Linked DNA regions of Mus musculus: all the other regions are linked to region 1. The links are chromatin contacts, called in public Micro-C and capture Hi-C maps. All regions are on one chromosome and are shown on one strand. The core of a region is the stretch at or near the end of the contact, and the rest is flanking DNA. Distances in the headings are between cores, read along the strand shown.

The links. A called contact is a pair of places that touch in the nucleus more often than the background predicts. Capture Hi-C pulls out chosen DNA fragments and counts their contacts.
Region 2: a contact with region 1 is called in a capture Hi-C map of macrophages, with 4 times the contacts expected there. The contact joins the promoter of Dnph1 here to the promoter of Gnmt in region 1. A contact is called at or near these places in 7 of 39 promoter capture datasets (the C10 cell line, embryonic stem cells, hematopoietic stem and progenitor cells and 4 more), 3 of 115 datasets of contacts at active chromatin or transcription factors (the 230-238 cell line, embryonic stem cells and pancreatic cancer cells) and 4 of 9 other capture datasets (adipose tissue, embryonic stem cells, liver and 1 more).
Region 3: a Micro-C map of embryonic stem cells shows a contact between it and region 1, with 2.6 times the contacts expected there. The contact joins the enhancer-like site here to the promoter of Gnmt in region 1. A contact is called at or near these places in 3 of 39 promoter capture datasets (embryonic stem cells, hippocampal neurons and macrophages), 1 of 15 datasets of contacts at CTCF or cohesin (large pre-B cells), 29 of 484 Hi-C or Micro-C datasets (B cells, CD4 T cells, ECoMG myeloid progenitors and 11 more), 8 of 115 datasets of contacts at active chromatin or transcription factors (the HPC-7 cell line, bone marrow-derived dendritic cells, embryonic fibroblasts and 1 more) and 4 of 9 other capture datasets (adipose tissue, embryonic stem cells, liver and 1 more).

Annotation. Positions count from the first base shown.
Region 1 is chr17:46,727,713-46,730,496 of GRCm38.p6, reverse strand. It overlaps Gnmt (glycine N-methyltransferase), which reads left to right and starts at 1,332. Exons shown (of 6, transcript NM_010321.1): 1 at 1,332-1,551. The coding sequence starts at 1,346.
Region 2 is chr17:46,495,332-46,498,115 of GRCm38.p6, reverse strand. It overlaps Dnph1 (2'-deoxynucleoside 5'-phosphate N-hydrolase 1), which reads right to left and starts at 1,327. Exons shown (of 4, transcript NM_207161.3): 1 at 1,144-1,327. The coding sequence starts at 1,306.
Region 3 is chr17:46,593,531-46,596,314 of GRCm38.p6, reverse strand. The region is part of intron 1 of Ptk7 (PTK7 protein tyrosine kinase 7); the gene reads left to right. Among named protein-coding and RNA genes, the nearest start is that of Ptk7, 35 kb to the left of the region's middle. Within about 2 kb of position 1,349, at least 51 of the 459 cell types and tissues checked have an H3K27ac peak or open chromatin away from gene starts, as enhancers often do. A contact at or near this core is called in ECoMG myeloid progenitors, differentiating embryonic stem cells, embryonic fibroblasts and 2 more, where this site is marked.

The DNA.
Region 1 (2,784 bases), core at 83-2,582:
AGCCCTATCTGCAGCTAGGGTCGTAGCGCACGCTTTTAGCCCTAGCCCTTGGGAGGCAGAGGCAGTCGGATCTCTGAGTTCGAGGCCAGCCTGGTTTACAGAGTGAATTCTAGGACAGCCAGAGAAACCCTTTCTCACAAAAACCAAACCAAACCAAACAAACCACTTGGTCCTCTGTGGGGTTCAGTGTCCTCAGCACCACCGAGTGGCTCCCCACTGTCTACAACTGCAGGTTCAGGGTATCTGAAGCTCTCGATTCTGGGCTCCACGGGCGTCAGACACATACTGACATCTATGAAGTCAAAACAGCCATACCTACTATAAGAAGGTTAAGTCACACAACTGTGGGCCTCCTTCCATCTCCAGGGTTCACCCTGCATTGGGAAGGCGAAGGGAGGGCGGGCGGGCGGGCGGGCGGGATGCTCCCTGTCTTCTCTCTTCTTTCCACGTAACGAGTGTTCACAGAGTTGGAAGTGTGTGGGCAGGCAGGGCAGGCGGGGCAGGCTTCTCGTCGCTCACACGCATCTTCCAGAGCCGACTTTAGCCCGGCTGGGATCTTGTCCTTGGTGGGGTAAAAAGGGTGAGCGGGTAACACGAAACGGACCCTCAGGTTATACAGTGACGCTAGCCCGAGCGGGCGCCATGAGCACCTTCCCTGCCGACCCCCAACTTTCCTCTCTGAAGGTGCTCCCATGGAAAGCAGATGGAAGGCTTGCTATGTCTCCCACATTGTTCACTAATTCATTGAGCACTAATAATCCTCCTGTCTCACCTTACTACACCCAGCCTTTAAGAGATTGCAGAGTATAAAGCCCATGGATTGGAAGGCCCAGGCTACCTTAGGAGGCTCCTGGCTGGTATGGGGGAGGGGAAGAGAGACACGCCTATCTCCAGGTGTACTCTTGTACTTGGATGGGCATCTTTCTCAAAGACTGTTCATAATGTCCCGACACAGTGGCTCTCTTTAGCGGAGTGTTCCCTCCACTAAATGATAAGCAGTGTTGTGTAGACACTGTGCTGGGCTGGGCATGTAATAATTCTGTTTTGGGTGGATTTCAGGCTTCTTCCCCTTCCTCCTTGGGTAGGGGTGGAGTGATCTCTCATTGCTTTACTTTGTGAGTTCCTCCCGGCCACCCTGGCGAGTCCTATCTGACCTGTCTTACTAAGCCAGGTCCAGGATTGCTGTGCTGAGCCATCCTCAAGGCAGAGGCAGCAAGCCTGGCTCTGGGCCCAGGGCCCAGCAGGGGCGTGTCCCTGCTCTCACCTGCCATTGGCCAGGTGGGACTGCCTTGCCAGAGGATTATAAGTGCGGATCGCGTGGCCTGAGAGCCAGGCGCCGGTCAGGATGGTGGACAGCGTGTACCGTACCCGCTCCCTGGGGGTGGCGGCCGAAGGGCTCCCGGACCAGTATGCAGATGGGGAGGCCGCACGTGTGTGGCAGCTGTACATCGGGGACACCCGCAGCCGTACCGCAGAGTACAAGGCGTGGTTGCTTGGGCTGTTGCGCCAGCACGGGTGCCACAGGGTGCTGGACGTAGCCTGTGGCACAGGGTGAGTCCAAACGGGCCGGCCTGCTTAGGCCAGTCTGGGCAGCCTCTGCGGGCTGGAGCCTGGCAGGCAGTACTAGGGGGTCAAGAGCCCTTGCTCATCAGGGTAGTATGGGCATGGGAGAGCATCTGCCGAAACAGTGCGGGAAGGGGCCAGGGTGTGCGCAGAGAAGGATTCATGGGACAGAGCAAAATCCGAGCTTTGGGTCAAGGTGGATCCTTGGCTCCGGCGCTGTTCCTCCTGCGATTGGCCTCTGGCAGTGTGAACAGAACATTTGTAGCACGTTTGCACAGCCAAGTGCTGTGCCAGGAGTTTGGGTACGTGTGTTGCAAGCTGTAACAAAACCCCACGAGGTGAGCAGCGCTTTTCTCCAACCAGTAGTACTAAAGAAAAAGTCATTTCCAAGAGGTAAAAGGCCCCCATTTGGTGGAGAGGATACAGACCAGGATAGTGTCTGGCCCACACTCCCGACTCAGCCCAGAACTCACGGACACCTCTGACTGAGATATTTCCAGGAGCACCAGTATGCCAGGTTCTCAAGTGCACTTTTGTAGAATGCCTGACTATGATTTAAAAACAAAAACAACAACAAAAAGCCATTGAGCCGGTGAGATGGTCCGACTACTAAGAGCCCCTTAGGCTCTGGCAGAAGACAGGCTCTCAGTGCCTAGCATCTGCATCAGGTGGCTCATAATCGCCTGGAATTCCGTTCCAGGGGGAGGTTAGCGCTCCCTTCTGGCCGTGGAGGGCACTGTACTCACATGTACTACACATACAGACATAATTAAAAATAAAAAAAAATGTGTTGATGTCAGGAGTAGTGGCACATATATTTAATCCCAGCACTCAGGGAGTCCTAAATAGGTGGCTCTCTGTGAGTTCCAGGCCCTGCAGGGCTACATTAGGAGACCCTGTTTCTAATAAGAGGCAGCTGGGGAGATGGCACATGTTCTTACAGAGGACCCAAATTTGGTGCCCAGCACCCTCTCTGGGGTCTGCAGACACAAGGTATGCACATGATGCACATATTCAGGCACGACACATGAAATTAAATTTTGAAAAAAAATTTTTTTGAAACAGAGTCTCTCTTTGTAGCCCCAGCTGTCTTGGAACTCACTGTTTAAACCAGGCTAAAAAAAAAACAAAAAACAAAAAAAAAAAAACTCTCAAAAAATTTTTTTGCTACTTGATAAGGAAAATTCTTTTTTTTTTTTTTTTAAGATTTATTTATTATTA
Region 2 (2,784 bases), core at 78-2,577, 230 kb after region 1:
CAGTTTCCAGTTTGAATCAACTCTGCTGTTTAGGACGGTAAGGCTCTGCAGGTGGCAGAGCAGAACCACACTGTCTAAAACTTCTTTTGTGAGCCTGAGGATCATGGCTCATAGCACTAATCCCAGCCCCGGGAGCAGAGGCTGGGGAAATCTGTGAGTTCCAACACAGCCTGGTCTACACTGTAAGTACCATGATGGCCAGGGATATGTAGAGAGACCCTGTCTCAAAAAACAAACTAACAAGTTGTGTGTAGCAGCAGGTGCCTGTAGTTCTAGCACTTGGGCGGTGAAGGCAGGAGGATGGCGAGTTCTAAGGCCATCCTTGGCTACAAGTCTGACGTCACTGTGCGTTTATGACAGCCTGTTTCCAAAATAAAGAAAAGAAAAAGAAAAAGCAAGAAAAGTGACTAGGGGAGAAAACCCAGATTCAAAGGTTTTCTCCAGGCTATCACACTCTGTAGACTGTTTTGTCTCATTTCTTTGAGACAGGGGTTAACTCTGTAGCCCAGGTTGGCCTGGAACTCATCCTACCCTCTGCCTCCAGAGTGCTGACATTGGCGCTGAAGGTGGAGAACTATCAACAAAACACACCATGCGCTAGCCAAGCATAAGCACAAACAGGTTCTTTCCAATCCCCTGGCATTTTTTGCCTACGATTGATTCTTTGTCTTTTAAAAGATTCTCCCAGAATTGCTTTAGAGTCCACAGCTTAGGAGTTTGTTCTTGCATGGGGCAAGGGAGATCTACTTAAAAGTTTTTGGAGCAGAAATACAAGAGTTCTAGGTACAACTTTCCTACTGGAGGAGTGCTTATCCAGACCAGCTTATCAAAGCCTTGCTAGCCCAAAGCTGGGTCTGGGCTGTCACTTGCTTCCAGTGTGCTGGACAGGGACACTTGACCTGCGCATGGAACGTACACATATAATCCAGGACCTTCCATAGCCAGCCGGTCCCCTAACCATTACGAGGTCCTAGTCTGCAGATCCCCTAGCCTCCGGTCTAGCCTGCGGGTCACATGAGCTGCGGGTTCCCCAGGTTGAATGTCTACTAGCCAGTGGGTCTCCTATCCGGCAAGTCCCTAGTCAGCCGGTCCCCTTAGCCTACAGGTCCCCAGCCTGCGAGTCTCCAGCCCGCGTCGCCTCACCACGCGGCTCCAACTCAGCATCAGCCACGTGCTCAGTGAGCACCTTCCCATAGCGCCGCAGCCGGGATACGATCCGCGAATACAGAGCTTGGTCTTCCCGCCCGCCGCGGATGCTCCCGCAGAAGTACACAGAGCATGGAACCAGCTCCCCGGATGCCGCCATCGCCGCGCGCGGGCAACCGCTGCCGCCGCTACCACGTGACCTGGGAAAGCGACTCCCAGAGGTAAGGGGACCTTCTTCAAGCTCGCTCTCTTCCCGGATAGGCTCTTCCCGAGCCAACCCGCTCATTAGTTCTGACTCCTCCCCGTGACCTGCCCCTCCCCAGCTCCTAGCTATTCAAGTAGTTCTGTACGGATCTCAGTGCTCTCAAACTCTGTACGGGATCCATAGGCAACTGTGATTGGCTCTCATTAATCTTTCCAAAATTTAAAAAAGATTGTTAACTTATTTTAAAAATATTTTATTATTCATACATGTATGTAGTGTTTTAATCAAATCTAACCCAGTCTCTCTCTCCCCTCCAATCCATCTTCTATCCCCTACACCAACTTCATTTTTATTTATTATTTAAAATAATTATTATCTTTGATTATTTTATTATTTTATGTGTATAGGTGTTGTGATGGTTTGTTTATCCTTGGGCCAGGGAGTGGCACCATTTGGAGGTGTGGCCTTGTTCAAATAGGTGTGACCTGGTTGGAATAGGTGTGTCACTGTGGGTGTGGGCATAAGATCCTCACCCTAGTTGCCTGGAACTCAGTCTTCCACTAGCAGCCTTTGGATGAAGATGTAGAACTCTCAGCAATGCCTGTGCCATGCCTGCCTGGATACTGCCATGCTCTCACCTTGATGATAATGGACTGAACCTCTGAACCTGTAAGCCAGACCCAATTAAATGTTGTTTTTTATAAGACTTGCCTTGGTCATGGTGTCTGTGCACAGCAGTAAAAGCCTAACTAAGACAGGTGGTTTGCCTGAGTTTATATCTCTACATCATGTGCATGCCTGATGCCCCAAGAAGCCAAAAGAGCACAATGAGCTAACCTGAAACTGGAGTTACAGACACAGTGAGCCACCATGCAGGTGCTGACAATCCAACCTGGGTCCTCTGGAGAGTGGCCAGTGCTGTTAACCACTGAACCATCTCTACAGCTTCCCTCCCTACCCACTGAGCCCATTAGTGCTACCTATGTGTGCACCGGTGTGGAACCATCTACTGGAACAAGTACAGGCAGCCTCTCAGGGTCGTGCCTGCCTCACCAGCTGTTAGCTGTCAGCAACGCTTCAGCTATTGGCATGGGGCCCTTCTCCACACAGGGTAGGGTTTGGACCAGCCTGATCGTGCACGGGCAGTCATAGCTTCTATGAGTTATGTGTGTAACCCCACTGTCATGTCCAGAAACAATGTTTTCATGGCAGTCCCTCTGTCTTTCAACCCACTCTTCCATGGAGATGGCCCATTTACATTCAAACACTCTACAGTCTCCGAGAGACCCTATTAATCTGCAAAAAGAAGCTCTTCTGACGAGGGCTAAGGAATGCTCTAATTGATGGGTACAGAGATATGGAATCGGGCAAGACGGTTACACTTTCTAGAGCCTGACTCCCCACCATTTCCATGGCCACCGCTCTGGCCCTGC
Region 3 (2,784 bases), core at 100-2,599, 130 kb after region 1:
CCTCCTCCTTCTTCTTTGATTGATTGATTGATTGATTGATTTAATGTGACCACACTGTCACTCTCTTCAGACACACCAGAAGAGGGCATCAGATCCTATTACAGATGGTTGTGAGCCACCATGTGGTTGCTGGGATTTGAACTCACGTCCTCTGGAAGAGCAGTAAGCTCCCTTAACCACTGAGCCATCTCTTCAGCCCTGGCTTTTTTTTTTTTTTTTTTTTTAAAGAGGCTAGGACTGACTAGGGGCTGGTGAGATGGCTCAGTGGTTAAGAGCACCAACTGCTCTTCCAGAGGTCCTGAGTTCAAATCCCAGCAACCACATGGTGGCTCACAACCATCCATAATGAGATCTGACGCCCTCTTCTGGTGTGTCTGAAGTTAGCTACAGTGTACTTATGTATAATAATAAATAAATCTTAGGGCTAGAGCAAGCAGGGACTGAGCGAGTAGAGTTGACCAGAGCAAGTGGGGCCAACCGCAGAGAGCAGGGTTGAATGGAGCAAGCAGAGGTCCTAAAATGCAATTCCCAACAGCCACAGGAAGGCTCACAACAATCCGTACAGCTGCAGTGTACTCACATACATAAAATAAAATAAATAAATCTTTAAAAAAAAAAGAGGACTAAAGGTACAGTCCTGTAAGTGTCTATGTGGTGGACCGTTAATGAGCCAGAGGTAAGGCGCAGAAAGCGCCTTCATGCATGAGGTGTTTGAAGCTCGAGCTGGGGATTCTGTGGTAGAGACATAGCTCTGCCTACATCTTGTTGCTAAGGAGATTCTTGGGTTACTCATGCCCACAGGCAAAGCTCCTACCCACCTCTCCCTTTCTGGATGTTCCCTGGTAGATGTGGACCTCAGCTACATAAATCCACTTAGCCCCTGATCAGCCTGGTGTCTCGGCACCCCCAGATTATACCTGGGTAGGGCTGCCATTACGTAGTAGGTTGCTGTGCTGCATGCAGCTCCACAGGGCCCAGTGAAGAGAGGCAGTGCAGCTTTAGGAGACCCGAGTCCAGAGAAGGCCTTTCTCAGACCATCCCTCTAGTTAGAGGTAAGGACAAGAAATGAAGCCACCTTGGGATAGGTACCACCTTAGTCCCCCGAAAGCCGCCTCTGCACAAAGCTAAGAGCTCCTGGGGTCTGGCATCACTGCCAGGGACTCTCCGGTTCCCCAAAACGTCGATGGAGCAATGTTTACAATGAGCCATACAGGTTGGCGGCCCGGGCACATTCCCACTGCCTTCTAAGCAAATGTGGGGGCCACTGAGCAGGGGCTCTGAGAAGCCCGGAGGCTCCTTTCTGCTGGCTTTGGAAACATCTAAGTGTACCCCAGCCAGGCACTAACCAGGACCTGCTGTGAGCTGACGTCAAGACAGAGGCCCCTGGGAGGCCCGGCTTTGATGTTTCCCAGGCCATGTCATAGGGGTGCGGAATGGCGGGGGCTCTGAGTGGCAGTCTGGGAATGCTGCGGCTCTGGTCACAGCTCTAGAGAAGCATAGTCCTGATCCCAGGAGGGGATGTGGAAAGCTGGGGGTTGGGGCTGAGCCGTGTCCCTCAGAGTTACATAGGCTCTTCTCAGGTTTCTGCAGCAGGTGGTCTGGGGCTCCTGTACCCTCAGGGCCTATCCCGTTGTCCCACCCACCATCTGGTTGTTCTCTGCTCGTCTGTCTAGGCTTTAGCACATCCCAGAGCTTTGGCGTGAGGAGAGTTGTCTAATATTCTGAGGGTTTGAATCCTTGCGCAGGAAGAGAGTTCCTGGGCTTAACAGTAGTTGCCTCTTACCAAAGGTGAATTCCGGTCAAGGCCTTTCACACACACAGAGCTGCATTGTGGCTCACAAGATCTTCCTGTGGGAAGAACACGGAGCATGACAGGATCAGACTTGGCTCTGTCTGAAGCTGAACACACTCTAATACATCCTTAAAAATAAAATAAGCCAGCCGGGCGGTGGTGGCACACGCCTTTAATCCCAGCACTTGGGAGGCAGAGGCAGGCGGATTTCTGAGGTCGAGGCCAGCCTGCTCTACAAAGTGAGTTCCAGGACAGCCAGAGCTATACAGAGAAACCCTGTCTTGAAAAACCAAAAAAAAAAAAAAAAAAAAAAAAGCCTTTAAGGGAATAAAAAAACCCACACATGCAATCACGTTGCCCACCCCCACCCCCCAACATTTTTTTTCATCCGTTTAACCAGTGAGATGGTTAAACCTCTGGCCCTTACCATCACACTTGGTGAATAAGCCAAGTTCAATTCCTAGAACCCATATGGTGGAAGGGGAGAACCAACTCTTAACAAATTATCCTCAGATAGGCAATCTGCCTACAGAAGACCTGAGTTCAATCCCCAGAGCCCACATGGAGTGGTATCTGAGGTTGACCTCTGACCTCTCCATACGTGTGCACACATGGATGCATACGTACACACTTGTTTTGTTTTGTTTTTTAAGACTCATGTGTTTTAAGCAAGTTTACAATCTTGGGTTCGACTGTATTCATCCTATTCTGAGCAGCAAGTTGGACACCCTGACTGTCATAGGTGATGTCTCTGCTCTTTGGTGAACATCCTGGAGTTATGGGTTGAGGGTCCCAAGATTTGCAGAGGACCGTGGAGTAGAGCTGATTCTGCCAGCCACAGGTGGAAGTGGGCAAACGCGCCTGATGCCAAAGCCACCCTAGACATGAATTTTTCTTCAGGTCACCCAGTGTTCTCTGAGTGTCTTTGTGAGCCTGGTATTGTCTGTGGGAGGCAGGTCTGCCACACTGCCTGACTGTGAGGAAACCGACTC